Linked DNA regions of Sus scrofa: region 2 is linked to region 1. Evidence: chromatin contacts called from public HiChIP or PLAC-seq data. All regions are on one chromosome and are shown on one strand. Each heading gives the region's core, a stretch centred on a gene start, on an enhancer-like site or on the middle of the called end of the contact. The rest is flanking DNA. Distances are from core to core; before and after follow the strand shown.

Region 1 (2,723 bases), core at 66-2,565:
GGGGGTGCCAGCATACAGGAATTTTGCAACAAAGGGAAGGTGGTAGGAACAAAAGATTTACAGAAAACCAGATTTACAGAAAACCAGTTTCTATGGGAAGATGCAAAGGTCTGGGCTTACTGGAGTCCCTCCAGCACCTCACCTATGGACTGGTCTTTGCTTCTTTCCTGAGTTCCCTCGGGGCTTGCTGGCCCATTCTTGGGAGTGACTGTATTCACAGACATCTTTTGTTCTGTCCACTTAACTGCAGCCCAGGAGGCAGTATTTCAGAGAGCGCTGATATATTGCCCCAAAGAGGAAAGGGGGACATATCAAGATCTAACTCATAAAGGCGATGGAGGAGGTGCATGCAGCCATGCATACCTTTTACAGTCGTTTGCTGCTGGTCTCATGAAGGTGACCACTAGGCACAGACATCAGCCATCATTGAAGGAGTTCAGCATTTTTCTAGATATGAGAAGATGCAAGAATTGGGCTCATAAAAGCGTCTCCTAAAAACATCTAACTCTGAAGACCCGTTCTTCCAGTTTTCCCAGAGCACAGAGTACCTCACTCTTGGTCTGCTCAGGGGCTGCTGCGGGTCGACAACTGCAGTGGTACATGATTTAATCCACGTAGAGGCAGATGGCAGGGGCCAAACTCCGGTTCACACAACTATAATTTAAAAAAGAAAAAAACAAGATTAAAAAAAAAAGTCTTCATCTAGACCCAGAAGAACCTGTGCCTTTGGCTTCTTCCCACCTCTCAGCCCCTCATCTCTGTCCTCTTTCCCCCTCCCTCACTCAACTCCAGCCATGTGGGCTTCCCCACTGTTCCTAGAACCCACCAGGGGCAATCGAACCCCAGGGCATTTGTACAGGCAGTTCTTTCTCCACTGAACCCCTCTTCCCTCACATACACACCCTAGTTGTTCTCTTATCTCCTGTAGGTTTCTTATCAGAGATTGCCCTTGTTTCCATTTGTAAAATCACACCCCCTGCCCCCCACACCTTCCATTCTTTTCCTTTTTTATTTTCCTCCCTAGCACATAGCACTCTCTGACTTAACCGCAGTTTTTACTTATTTGCGTAAAACCTGCTTACCCCACCGGACTATCAGGGCAAAGCTTTTTGTCTTTTCACAACTGTTTCCCCCGTGCTGAAAACAGCACCCGGTGCATAGTAGGTGCTCAGTAAATATCTGTCAAATGTTCACTTCATTTCATTCTTCGCCCTGCGGGCTGCTCTGCACCTTGGAGGATGTTTAGAGGCATCCTTGACCTCCACCCACTTTCTGCCAGTAGCACGCTTCCCCCTTGGAGTCATGACAGTGAATCGTTCCCAGCCAATCCCGAAAGTCCCCTGTGGGGGTGGAGGAGCGGCCACTTGCCCCTGGGCGACAGAACTATTGTTTTGGAGGGAGTGAACTTCCTGTGTCGGGTGGGGTGGGGAGGAAACCCAAAGAGAAATGAATACCTGCTGGCTGGAGTGAAGGTGAGAATGAGAGCTTTTTCACATTAGATATTCATTTATTTTATTATCAGCAACAGGTGCTAGGCTGATGGCTGGGGTGATGGGAAAGAACACCCCAGCTTTCCCCTCTGCTGTCCTGAGTTCACAGCCTCGTGGGAGAGAAGGCTGCCTGGGTTGTTTCCTGTGGCTGCTGTAACAATGTCTCAAAAACTGGGTGGCTTCAAACAACAGCTATATTGTCTCGCAGTTCTGGAGGGCAGAGGGTTGAAATCAAAAGTGTCGGGAAGTGTTGGCAGCCTCTTGCTCCATCTCCAGGCTGGAGGGGACAGTCCCTTCTTTGCCTCTCCCAGGTTCTGCTGGTGCCCTGCGTTTCTTGGCTAGAGGCTGCCCAGTTCCAGCCTCTGCCTTTATCTTCACTGTGCTGTGTCCTCTGTGTCTGCATTGTCTTGGGGTCTCATACTCCAGAATGATCTCCTCATCCTGACATCCTTAATGATGTCTTGCAAAGTCTTCTTCTTTTTTTTTAATTTTAAATAATGTCACATTCTGACATCAGGGATCTGATGTAGATGTATCTATTTGGAGTCCCCCATTCAACCGCTGCAGAGACTTACCAGCCAAAAAATACCCCAACAAACAAACAAGGAATTCCCATCGTGGTGGAGTGGAAACGAATCCGACTAAGGACCATGAGGTGGCGGGTTCGATCCCTGGCCTCGCTCAGTGGGTTGAGGATCCGGTGTTGCCGTGAGCTGTGGTGTAGGTCGCAGATGCAGCTTGGATCCTGCATGGCTGTGGCTGTGGTATAGGCCTGCCTGCCACTGTAGCTCTGATTGGACCCCTAGCCTGGGAACCTCCGCATGCCATGGGTAAGGCCGTAAAAAAGCAAAACAAACAAAAAAAACCTCCACATTGTGGAGGTCCCTGGTGACCTAGTGGTCAAGGATTCGGCACTGTCACAGCTGTGGTGTGGGTTCGATTCCAGGCCTGGGAACTTCTGCTTGCCACGGACGTGGCCAAAAAAAGAAAAAAACAAACAAACATTGCAGCAAATGCTGCAGACAAGAAACCAGGGGTCAGGATGGAGGCGAACAAATGGGGCAGGCTTCTGGGGGGTGGTCAAGGAAAGCTGAGAGCTGAAGGTTGCGAAGCCAGCTCTGGGAAGAATGGGGGCACAGAGGGCAAAGACCACGTCAGGGTCTTGTGGCAGGAGGATGGGAACGAAAGATCTGCTGGCCGAAGGCGAGTGAGGGAAGAGAGGGTGGAGGGAAA
Region 2 (2,723 bases), core at 78-2,577, 190 kb before region 1:
GCTTATGGAGTTCCCGTTGTGGCTCAGAGGTTAACGAATTCGACTAGGAACCATGAGGTTGCAGGTTCGATCCCTGGCCTTGCTCAGTGGGTTAAGGATCCGGCGTTGCCGTGAGCTGTGATGCAGGTTGATCCCGTGTTGCTGTGGCTCTGGCTACAGCTCCCTAGCCTGGGAACCTCCATATGCCGTGGGAGCGGCCCAAGAAATGGCAAAAAAGACCAAAAATAAATAAATAAACAAAAGGGGGCTTATTGTAACAAACCAATGATGCTCCTCTCATTCCATTACCTCAGGAAATCATAAGGATTTTAGGAGCTCTGTGCCAAGGACTGGGGACAAAGACCAAATACATATTTCTTCATATCATAATATCATACCATCTCCAGTGGCATCACGATGGAGGTTAAGGCTTCAGCATAGGAACTGGGGGCAGGGGGCAGTGAGGAGGGAAGAACACACACTCAGCTCCTAAAAAAGTTTCTTCTTTGTTTCCCCATTGGTTTTTTGGCTGAGTTCTCTCTCTCTCTCTCTTTTTTGGCTGCATCCTCAGCATATGGAAGTTCCTGGGCCAGGGATCGAATTCAAGATGCAGCTGTGACCCACACCCCAGCTGTAGCAATGACCCAACCTGCTGCACAGACAATGCTGGATCCTTAACCCATTATACCACAGTGGGAACTTCTGGCTGAGCTATTAATGGGTTGTTCTAGTGTTCTACAAGCCCAGCCGCCTATGATTTTTTGCTTTTACTTATTATTTCTCTCTCTGAGAATTCCCCATTCTGTTTCTCATGAATGACATAGCTTTGGGGACACTTGACTTCCAATTTCTTAGGAAAAAAAAATTTTAACTGCTAGCAACTTGAGAAAATTGGCTAGTATATGCGACATAAATTATATTAACTACAAAACCCAAATCACAGGGGATTGGAGCTGTGTCTGTGACCTACAGCTCAAGGCAACGCTGGATTCCTGATCCAATGAGTGAGACCAGAGACTGAACCCACATCCTCATGGATACCAGTCAGATTCATTCCTACTGCGCCACAACAGAAACTCTCCTAACATCTATTCTAATTCATAAACATAGTCTATTCTTGAACTTTTTTTTTTTTTTTTTGCTCTTTAGGGCTGCACCCAAGGCATATGGAGGTTCCCAGACTAGAGGTCCAATTGGAGCTACAGCTGCCAGCCTACACCACAGCCACAGCAATGCCAGATCTGAGCCTCATCTGAGACATGCACCACAGCTCACGGCAACGCCAGATCCTTAAGCTACTGAGCGAGGCCAGGGATTGAAAGCGAAACCTCATAGTTCAAGTTCCTAGTCGGATTTGTTTCCTGTGTGCCACAACGTGAACTTCCTCTTCTTGAACTTCTGATGCATGGAAGTATATAGCATGCATTCTCTTTTGTCTGGCTTCTGTCACTCAAAGTAAAGTTTCTGAGGTTCATCCATGTTCTGCATAGCAGTAGTTCTGCCTCATGTGGAAGTTCAAATTCATTCTTTTTTTTATTGTCAAATAATATTTTATTACATAAATGGAGCCCAGTTTGTTTAGCCATCCCCCAGTCCATGGATATTTGGGTCATTTCCCATTTTTGCATATTGCTACACATTTTTAAAAATTTCTATAACAATTCTTGAGCAAGTATCTGCAAACATACATTCATTTCTTCCAGGGAAATACCTAGATGCAGAATTATCAGTTATAGGGTTATGAAAAATTAATTTTTATGAGACCAACATAGAAACAGAAACTTGAAAACTCATACATACATTTGCATACCAGCTAAACAACGTGACACCCATATGTTACCATTTTTATGCAACCACGTGATGATCAGTGACATCCCTTCTCCTTTTAAAAAAAGCTTTATTCCAGTAAATTACACATAACATGATAGTTACTATCTTAAACATCTTAAAGTGTACAGTTCAGTGGCTTTAAGTTCATTCGTTTTGTTGTACAACAATGATCATCCCCGACCTCCAGAGCTCTTTTCATTTTACATTCACATCTCGTACCCTTTGTATTTTGCATTCACATTTCCTCTTTTTTCCCTGGGGTGGCTTGAGCTTTCTGGAGGAAGACTTAGAAACAGTGAAAATCTAAAAATTGTTTGCCACAATGGTTTTCCTTTATAAGTGGTTTCCTGCTACTCTCTTTTTTCTTTTTGAGTATTTCTCTGTAACTCTCTTTCTCTCGCATAACATAGTTGTCTTTTTGTTTCTTTTTCTTAGTGCATCCAGCCCTATCCCCTGATTCAGATCTCCTGCTAAAAATTGAACATGTATTATAACTATCCAAGGCTTAAGAGATACAACTATAGGGAATGTCGATGCCTGGCTGCCTACAGGAATAATCTGGGAACCTTTAAATAATACAGAGACTTTGGGTCATATGAGACCTACTGATTAGGAATTTCTAGATGCGAGGCCCAGGAATATGTATTTTAACAAGTCGCTGGATATGGCAGACAGGATTTTAAGACTGCCCTCGAAGACCCTGGCCTTTGTATAATTCCCTTTCTTGTGAATATGATGGGATGTCACTCCCATGATTATATTATGTGATCAAAGGGATTTTGCAGATTTTGCTTAGTTGACTTTGACTTACTCAGTAGGGAGGTTGTCCAAGGGGGCCTGAATGAATCACGCGAGCTCTTTAAATCTAGATCTAGAAGTCAGAAATGGAGAAGGTCAGAAACCATAGAGATTTG

Evidence for each region. HiChIP or PLAC-seq counts read pairs in DNA pulled down with a chosen protein or histone mark.
Region 2: an H3K27ac HiChIP or PLAC-seq map of alveolar macrophages shows a contact between it and region 1. The contact joins two enhancer-like sites. A contact is called at or near these places in 1 of 47 Hi-C or Micro-C datasets (fetal skeletal muscle) and 1 of 2 datasets of contacts at active chromatin or transcription factors (alveolar macrophages).

The regions. Positions count from the first base shown.
Region 1 is chr2:72,378,378-72,381,100 of Sscrofa11.1, reverse strand. The region is part of intron 1 of VAV1 (vav guanine nucleotide exchange factor 1); the gene reads left to right. Among named protein-coding and RNA genes, the nearest start is that of VAV1, 12 kb to the left of the region's middle. Within about 2 kb of position 1,315, at least 4 of the 83 cell types and tissues checked have an H3K27ac peak or open chromatin away from gene starts, as enhancers often do. A contact at or near this core is called in alveolar macrophages, where this site is marked.
Region 2 is chr2:72,564,140-72,566,862 of Sscrofa11.1, reverse strand. No RefSeq gene overlaps it. Among named protein-coding and RNA genes, the nearest start is that of TNFSF9, 17 kb to the left of the region's middle. Within about 2 kb of position 1,327, at least 2 of the 83 cell types and tissues checked have an H3K27ac peak or open chromatin away from gene starts, as enhancers often do. A contact at or near this core is called in alveolar macrophages, where this site is marked.